Regions from separate parts of the Mus musculus genome. Here region 2 is linked to region 1. Evidence: chromatin contacts called from public HiCAR-type data. All regions are on one chromosome and are shown on one strand. The core of a region is the stretch at or near the end of the contact, and the rest is flanking DNA. Distances in the headings are between cores, read along the strand shown. Region 1 holds the start of BC004004 (cDNA sequence BC004004). Region 2 holds the start of Pknox1 (Pbx/knotted 1 homeobox).

Region 1 (4,644 bases), core at 677-3,176:
GTGCGATGACTACAGAACATTCGATACCAAAGTGATACAGGCTTTCAGATCATAAAATGTGTGGGGTTGTAAGCTGTGTGTGCCTTGTTATGTGTTACTTCATACTGTGTGAAACAGCAGTTTTCAGGTTGTACCTTGCCCGAGGTGACTCCATTCTATAAAAGCAGCGTTTGGCTCTATTTTAAGTGGGAATGCAGAAGCAGGAAGACCACACCACGCCTCACTGTGCATAGGGTTCCACCACCTGTTAGCGTCTCTCACGCAGAACGGACTGACAACCACTTACTTCTAAAAGTTAATAAACAGAGTTTTCCACCTATAGGCCTATCGAGGCTGCCAGATGAGGTGACACACGCCTTTAATCCCAACACTTGGGAGGCAGAGGAGGGCTGGAGACCAGCCTGGTTTACAGAGTGAGTTCCAGGCTAGCCAGGGAGGAAAACCAAACCAAACCAACCAACCAACCAACCATAACTTATCAAAATAAATTAGAACTCTATGAACACATAAGGGTACTGAATTCACACCAGGAGATCCATTATCAAATACACTAAATAAAACCAACTTATCATATGCCCTAGAAAGTGGCAAAAATCGATCACCTTCACTTGAGCCCCATGAACACTTCTAAAGCTATAATGACAAGAGCCCCCATTGCCCGTGTAACCACGAGTGTGTTCATTAAAGGCTGACAGCAGAGAACTCCTACCAATCTCTGGAGCTCAAGATCCTCCCCTTCCTGCCACTGTTGATGTGGCCACCTGTGTGTCCTTCTGGACCATCTTCCAGTTCATTCCCAAGCTCACCTCAATGGTGAAGTCTAGCTCCGGGCCTCCCTCAGCTCCAAAGCCTTCATACCTTATCATGAATACTTGTCTTTCTCTTTACATCTGTCTTCTGCTTCATGTAAGGCCTCTTAGAACTCCTGTGGCCTCTTTACCCCTTACACAGCTATTCAATAGCCTACATAGACATATAATTACTGTGGGATGTGTAGTCTCCGGTGAGAGTTAATATCACCAGTGAAGACTGGAATGATATATTCTATTTTCGGTGATGGCCAGCTGTCAAGGGAAATCTCGAAATCTTGGCAAAATTGCAGCCAACGAAACCCAGTTTGTGAATCTGTACTTCCATTGTGAAAGACATTGTGCCTGGCACTGTGAAAAGACAAACGTGTCCCTTTATGTTTCTGACATAGCATACTCACGACACATGGCTTGCAAGGTTTAAGTCTTAAAATGCAAGGAAACACTAGGCAGCTTATTTTTCTCGTACTGGCAGGCGATTGACTGCAAACGGGTCAGTGTGCCATGCCACGTTCTGAGACGCCAAGTTTATCACATTAAGTCCACATTAAAATAAATAAAATTAAATTAAGTACTTCCTCCTTAACATTTGGGCTAAGATGTCTAAGAAGGGGCCATTCAGGGGTGACGCTAAGGCATCTGTGACAGGTTGGCAAGCGGGGTCAGGGCTTTCGGACACGGCCGCCACGTCTGCGAACCAAGTTCGAGCAGTGTCGGACCCCGTCACCCTCCCCGCGGAGCCTCGGGAAAGATGTCAGAGGGGATCTGCCCCGGGGAGCGGTCGGGGGTGCTGTCAGTCAGCAGAACGCGGACGGGAGCGGCGAGGAGGGCGGCGCGAGGCAGCGGCGGCCGCGGAGGGCGGCCGGCCTCCCCCCTCCCGGCCTCGGGCCCCAGTCACTCACATGCGGGCCCGCGCCCTCTCGGGCTCCTCCCGCCTCGGGGACAGCAGCCGCCGGGCGAGGAGGGTGGGCCAACAACTTCCTGCTTCCGGCAGCGCGACCCGGAAGTGGTTCTCGCGCCGCCGGCCAGGGCTGGAACACAAAGGAAAAGCTCCTTGCGCCCCAGGTTCCGAAACAGATCTGGCGAGGTCGCGGGGCGCGGGGCGCGGGGCAAATCTCGCGGTATCTGAAAAGCTTGTGCTCTTGCTCCCCCTGACGTCCAGATGGCACTACTGCGCCTTCTCAGTCGTAGAAGTCTCAAAATATTAATAACAACAATAATAATAATAATAAAAAAATTTTTTTAGGGGTCCGGACTCATTGACTCAATTCATTCCCATTTACACTTGGCTCACTCGTTTGTATCTATTGACTGCTGGTTCTGTGGTAAGCATCACTAAGCACTGTACTCTTAGGAAACTGCTTCAAGAATTATATATTGTAACATGAACATTCTCACAACACCTGACCATGAACCAGCCAAACAGGTTTATGGAGCTGGTTAACTGACTGCAGGTTTCTCTCACAAATAGGGAGTGGCAGTCAGCAACTGTTTGTATATGTGTGTGTGTGTGTGTGTGTGTGTGTGTGTGTAGTATGTGTACGCTTCTCCATGCACATAAGTGTCTTCAGAGGCACCGGATCCCATGGAACTGGACTTACAGACAACTGTGAGCAGAATGATATAGATTCTGGGAACTGAACTCAAATTCTTTGGGAAAACAGCTTTCTGAACAGCCAAGCCATCTCTCAAGCCTCTATATCAGAACCTTTAACTGATTTCTACCCGGGGACCTGAAACAAAATGCTGGGCTCAGCCCTGATGCTATAACTCAAAAGCCATGGTGACTGTGAGATGGGGTCAGATGAACCAGAGCAAAGACTCCAGGCCACCAGGCCACTCTACGCTCTCCCCATACAGGCACAAATAAGTCTCCTTTCCTGACACCCACTACTACCTGTACCCTCAGCTGACATACTAAGCCTGCCAGAACTGACTTTGTTTTTAACCCCTTAAAATGACAGTTACACAGGCTAGAGAAAGGGCTCCGGAGTTACAAGCACCTGCTGCTCCAGAAAAAGACCAGAGTTCACTTTCCAGCACCCACACAATGGCTTAGAACTGTCTGTAGCTGCCGGGCAGAGTGAGTTCCAGGACAGGCAGGGCTATACAGAGAAACCCTGTCTCGAAAAACCAAATAAACAAAAAAACAAAAAAACTAAAAAGGAGAATATATGGAGCCTAAATTCATCTATGGTGGCCTTGGAAATTCTCAAAGTCCCCTTTTCAGAACCTCACCGAGTGAGAGAACTGGGGTTAGCAGAGTTCCCATCACTTGAAGCTGCAAGGCAAAGAGAGACAGGTGAGACTGCACTGAAGAGGTACAGTTCTGTTTCCCTAAGGACACCAGCTTTACAGAGAACAGTGACGATCAGAGTGGCAGCCTCCTTAGATGACAGGCTGGAAGAGAACAGAGAATGTCTTTAAGAATTTAGGGCTAGCCTTGCAGTGGTAGCGCAAGCCTTTTATCCCAGCACTCGGGAGGCAGAGGCAGGCAGATTTCTGAGTTCAAGGCCAGCCTGGTCTACAGAGTGAGCTCCAGGACAGCCAGGGCTACACAGCGAAACCCTGTCTTGAAAAACCAAAAAAAAAAAAAAAAAAAAAAAAAAAAGGTGTTTCACAGACTGGGCTGCTTTGGGGAGTTTCTTTCCAAGGCATCTCTAGCTGTTCTCTTGAACAGGGCTGGAGGGGGGAAGGGCTGGAGAGATGGCTCAGCAGTTAAGAGCACTGCCTGCTCTTCCTGAGGTCCTGAGTTCAATTTATGGTGGCTCACAACCATCTGTAATGGGATCCATTGCCATCTTCTGGTGTGTCTGAAGAGAGCAATAGTGTACTCATGTACATATAAAAAACAAAAACAAAAACAAAAACAAACAAACAAACAAACAAAAAACCTTTTAAAAAATCTGGGGGATTAAACCTTATTGATGATGTCTCCCAAGAAGAGACATTTACTGTTCCGAGCTAGGAACAGAGTGTAGATGAATCTATTCTACCTTCTGTGGCAGCATCACTCGGTAAACATTAACTGGGATTTGCCCAGAAAAAGAAAAGCAAAGAAACCAAGACCACACATAGCCAAGCAGTGGTCAGGGACACTCACCTATGATGCTTTGGGTGGACTCAGGAATGAGCCCCCATGATGTCAGAGGTAACACAGTGACAGAGACCTAGAGCCCCATGTCACCTTCAACTGTCTGTTAGTCTTTTAGGGACCTTGACTCAGGAGTCATGAATTGGATATAGCAGAGGTTTTCAGGCCTAACTAATTAAAAGCTGAGTTGGAGATTTTTATAAGGCTTTTTTTTTTTTAAAAAGGACTTATTTATTTCATGTATGTGAGTACACTGTCACTGTCTTCAGACACATCAGAAGAGGGCATCAGATCCCATTACAGATGGTTGTGAGCCACCATGTGGTTGCTGGGAATTAAACTCAGGTCCTCTGGAAGAGCAGTCTGTGCTCTTAACTGCGGAGTCATCTCTCCAGCCCTATAAAGATATTCTTAATGACATAAACCATGAAGATTAAGGGAGAAAGAGAACAGGAAGACAGACAGAGTTAAGTCTCTCTAGGTGTCGCTAGGGAGAGAGGTTGAAGGGAAGCCTGAAGAGCAAGCCATGCCCAAGAAGGAGGGAGAAGAAGGGAAGGAAGGGGTGAAGCGGGCAAAGCGAGGGAGGAGGAGGAAGGGACAGGAATGTCTAACTATGGGGTAGCCTAATCACATGGCCCCTAAGATCTCTGGGGAGAAGCCCCCTGAAGGCCTACTGGTGAGTGAGGAGTAAAGGCTCACACCGCTCACTCACCCTCACAAACACAGAGAAGGCTGACAGGC
Region 2 (4,644 bases), core at 551-3,050, 2.3 Mb before region 1:
AGACACTTTGGCCCAATACTTTTTTTAAGACAGGGTTCTCTATGTAGCCATGACTATCTTGATTGAACTCTATAGCCCAGACTAAAGAGGTCCACCTGCCTCTGCCTCCTGAGTGCTGGAATTAGGAGCGTGCCACCACCACCTCGCTAGATCAGATATTTTTGAGAGCTATTCCAACATGACTGGTACTCTTTTTGACCCTGGGAAAGTTTCAGCTCCTGGATCCACACTTCGAACTTTGGCAAATCTCTTTTCCTCTCAACAGTTCTGGTTTTAACTGTGCAGGGCCAAAGTGAAGCTTGTAACTGAATGTTACTACTCCTACAGTGACTTTGTTTCCACAATTCACAATCAGGACCTCCTAAAGTTAGGATACAAGGCCACAGAAACGTTACCAAATGTAAACTGCCGCCCCCTGAATCACAGAGCTGGTTGGGGGCGGGGGGGGGGGGGGGAACCGAGCTATCTTCCCAGCCATCCTTGTTCTATCCTAAAGCACAGGGGTCTCTCTTAAGGAGCATCAACTCCTGGTGCCCTGGTGGCCAAAGTTCTCCAGGAAGAACCTTAAGCTTCAACGGTACCTCACACAATGGTGGATCTAAGACTCAGCGCGCTATTGCCAACGGGATGGCCCGCACAGGCTGGGAGGGTTTAGGGACTCTTGCCTGCCTCACCTGGACACCGAATGAGCAACAAAAAGCGTGCTAGCAACGCGTTCCCGCCTCAGTCAAATCCTTCCCTGGAGTGTTTAGGGAAAGCTCATTTTTCTAGTGCTATGACAGGAGGCCTGCTTAGAGGCGTGTTCTTCCATCCTTTAGTGGAAATCACCCACATCTTTAAAAAAAATAAAATAAAACAAAAACAAGTCACTTCTGGAAGAGGCTTCCCTGTCGAGCCGACACCCACGTCTCAACTATCCAGAATCCCTGATGTGTGCTCAATCTTGGCCCCCGTGGCCCGCGCGCTCCCGGCTGGCGCGGTGGGACCGACCGCGCAGGCTACGGCCTCCGGAGCCTGGAGCCGCGACGTCGCCGGGCTCGGTGCTCCTAGCCGCACCGCTTCCCTTCTCAGATACACACGGAGCAGGCACAGCGGACCAAGCGCTCCTCGAGAAGCTCTCCCCGACGGGCCGTGGACACGCGCGACACGCTGTCACCATCCGCGGACTCCCCCGGGAAGCCCCACACCGGCTCCGGCCGCCCCTCTGGGCTGCCGACCCCGCCGCCATCTTCCTGCCGCGCCGCCCCCGGGCCTCGGCCCTCGGCCCTCAGCCCGCCGCCGCGCGCCCCCGCCGGCCCGCGCGCCCCCGCAGCCGCGAGCTGCACTCCGTGAGCGACGGTTAGGCGCGCGCTTCGAGCGGGCCCAGCGCGGAGGCCCTGCCGCCTTCGAGAAATTTCCGCGCCCCTGAACCCACACAGGAAAACAAGCCGGGCGCGCCCCCGCGCCGCGGCCTCAGCGCCCCCTCCCCCCATCGGCGCACCCCTCCCCCCGCCCCCGCCCCCGCCCCGGGCGCGGGTCAAGTGCGGCCCGGGGCACCGCCCGCCCGACCGCCCGCCTGGCCCGCGGCGGAAGAGGCAGCGGCGGAGGCGGCGGCAGCGGCGGCCTCGGCCGGTGTGATTGATAGGGACGGCGGCAGCGAGAGCGGCGGCGGCGGCGGCGGCGGAGCGGTTGAGTGACAGCTTACCTGGGTGCCAATCTTCATCACACTGACAAGCGGCTGCAGCAATCGGGACCCGCAGTGCCGCGCCCGCGTCCAACCGTCACGCCGACGCCGGGCCACGCGACACAGCCTCGCTCAATGGGAGGAGGGCGACGCCGATGCGCGCCGCATCAATATTCACCGCGGGGGCGGGGCCTGCCGACCCCGGGCCCCGCCCCCGCCCAGCGCGACGGCGGGCGGGGGGCGGGGCGGGTGGGGCGGGGGCGAGGCAGGGGGCGGGGGAGGGCCCAAGCGGGGCGGGGCAGAGGCCGGTCCCGCCCCGCTGCGCGCACTCAGCCAGGCCCCACCCAGCGGCCCAGCCCGGGCGCCAGTAGCAGCCTGCCCCGCCCCAGAGGCAGAGCTTATGTTTCATGACCACGCCGTGGGGCGTGGCCCAGAGAGCTATAGACCACGCCTCCTCTGCGCACTCGTCTGCTCCCTCCCTTCGGATAAAGGTTTGTGGAACTGGGTGGAACCATCTGCAGCTCAGGCGGGGAGTACGGGCTGTACCATCAGAGGACCTTCGCGATTCTGGGCCTCCCGGCTCTAGCCCTTCGTTCTGAGCGGCGCCTCGCAATCAAGGTTCTGGAGCTGGGGTAGGCGCGAGGAGGTAGGCGTTCATCTTTAAAGACCGAAGGACTGAGCGCTTGAGATGTTTGCCCTGGGATCTAACCATGGATGCAGTCTCCTGACTGACCGTGAAGTGACTGCGGTCTGACATCTGGTCCGTTAGGACTCCAGGCCAAAAAAAAAAAAAAAAAAAAAAAAAAAAAAAAGAAAGAAAAAGAAAGAAAGAGACCTTTCCTTAGGAGGACTGGACAGTGTTGTCTCTAGTTGAAGCTCTGCCTAACCAGATCATCTGCAGCAGCGTACCCCGGGCCCCGTGGCTTCACTGATCGAAGTAAAAGACAGAGCGAAAGAGGCCCTCAATTTGCCTGGCTTGTCTAGGCAACAGTTTTATGCAGTGGCCGCCTGAGTGTGTGATCGGTGCTTCTCATCCGTACACAGATTAAAGCGGTTCTGATGACCCCACACTCCTCAGGAGGAGCCTTGTACCCCAGGACTGTTGGCTGGAAGGGGCCTGAGGAAGCCGCAGCATGTGTTTGGTAGGACACCCTCCTGTGTCCTCAAGGCTCCACAGACACCCCAAGGCATCACTCTCTTTGTAGCTACAGTTCGGTTCACCACAGAACCCACGTGGAAGGAGAAAACCAACTACCAACACATGTGTGGTATGCACACACATTTGTCCACATACAATAGCAACAACAATATTAAAATTTGAAAAACTGGGTTTGGGAGCTGAAGATATGGCTCAGCTGATAAGAGTGCTTACCTAGCATACACAAAACCCTAGGTGGGATCCCCAACACACATTAAACCTTACCAGGTTTAATATGGTGACATATGCCTGTTATCTCAGCACTTGGGTAGTCGAAGCACAAAGATCAGAAGGTCAAATTCATTCTTATCTACCTTTTGAGGTCCTAGCCAATATGGAATACATAGGGACCTTGCCTCAAAGAACAAAGTTATTAAGCATTGCAGGGATTAGCCGGGCGTGGTGGCGCACGCCTTTAATCCCAGCACTCGGGAGGCAGAGGCAGGCAGATTTCTGAGTTCGAGGTCAGCCTGGTCTACAAAGTGATCTCCAGGACAGCCAGGGCTATACAGAGAAACCCTGTCTCGAAAAAACAAAAAACAAAACAAAACAAAAAAAAAAAATTGCAGGGATTAACCAAAGAGAGTATCCTGTTTTGCTTTCCATTGCTGTGTTAAAACCCCGACCAAAACAACCTGGGAAAGGCTTATTTGGTTTTTATTTCCACATCATGGCCTGTCACCAAGGGATGTTAAGGCAGGAACTGAAGCTGGGCTGTTACTCCTCTCCATGGTTTGATCATCGTAATTTCTATACAACTGTGGATCACCTGCCCAGGGTTGTCAACACCCACAATGGTTGGGTCATTAGATCACCATACCATAGGTCCCAGGAATCCTTTGCTTCCTGTGTGAGACCACACAGGACCTCCTCCTCCTAGGGCTGAGATCCAGATGGCTTCTAAGGAAAGAATATTATACATTTAACGCTATTTACCATTCGTTCTGTGTCTTTTTTTAAAGATATTATTTATTTGTCTTATATATAAGACAAGTACACTGTAGCTGTCTTCAGACACAACAGAAGAGGGCATCTGATCCCATTACAGATGGTTGTGAGCCACCATGTGGTTGCTGGGAATTGAACCAGGACCTCTGGAAGAACAGTCAGTGCTCTTAACTGCTGAGCCATTTCTCCAGCCCCCCATTCTGTGTCTTTACAATGCCCTTTAAAGCTTCACTTTTAGGGGTGGGAGAAGTGTCTCTGGGGTTAAAAGCATTATTATTCTTCCAGAGGACCGGAATTTGGTTTCCACCACCAATGTCAGGTAACAAACCACCTGTCACACCAGCTCCAAGGGATCCTACATCACTCTCTGTCATCTGTGGGTCCATACACACAGAAACACATGTACACATACACATAAATAAAAATAAATTATTTTGGATGGCTGGAGAGCTGGCTCAGCACTTTAGAGCACTGACTGCTCGCCCAAAGGTCCTGAGTTCAAATCCCAGCCACCACATGGTGGCTCACAGCCATCTGTAATGGGATCCAATGTACTTGTCTAGTGTGTGTCTGAAAGACAGCTACAGTGTACTCATATAAATACAATAAACAAATCCTTAAGACAATAAATAATTTTAAAAGCTCCTTCACCACTTTCCTAAGGGCCATGTTTCAGAGCATGAGTGAGAAGCCACACACACAGCAACCGTATGCAGAAATTCAAGAGTAGAACTCGCTGAGCAGTGGTGGCACACGATTTTAATCCCAGCATTTGAGAGGCAGAGGCAGGCAGATTTCTGAGTTCGAGGCCAGCCTGGTCTACAAAGTGAGTGCC

What was found. HiCAR-type assays count read pairs that join an accessible place to other places.
Region 2: a contact with region 1 is called in a HiCAR-type map of astrocytes, with 2.9 times the contacts expected there. The contact joins the promoter of Pknox1 here to the promoter of BC004004 in region 1. A contact is called at or near these places in 1 of 39 promoter capture datasets (liver), 1 of 115 datasets of contacts at active chromatin or transcription factors (astrocytes) and 1 of 9 other capture datasets (adipose tissue).

The regions. Positions count from the first base shown.
Region 1 is chr17:29,266,070-29,270,713 of GRCm38.p6, reverse strand. It overlaps BC004004 (cDNA sequence BC004004), which reads right to left and starts at 1,926. Exons shown (of 9, transcript NM_030561.3): 1 at 1,712-1,926.
Region 2 is chr17:31,561,929-31,566,572 of GRCm38.p6, reverse strand. It overlaps Pknox1 (Pbx/knotted 1 homeobox), which reads right to left and starts at 1,800. Exons shown (of 11, transcript NM_016670.3): 1 at 1,685-1,800.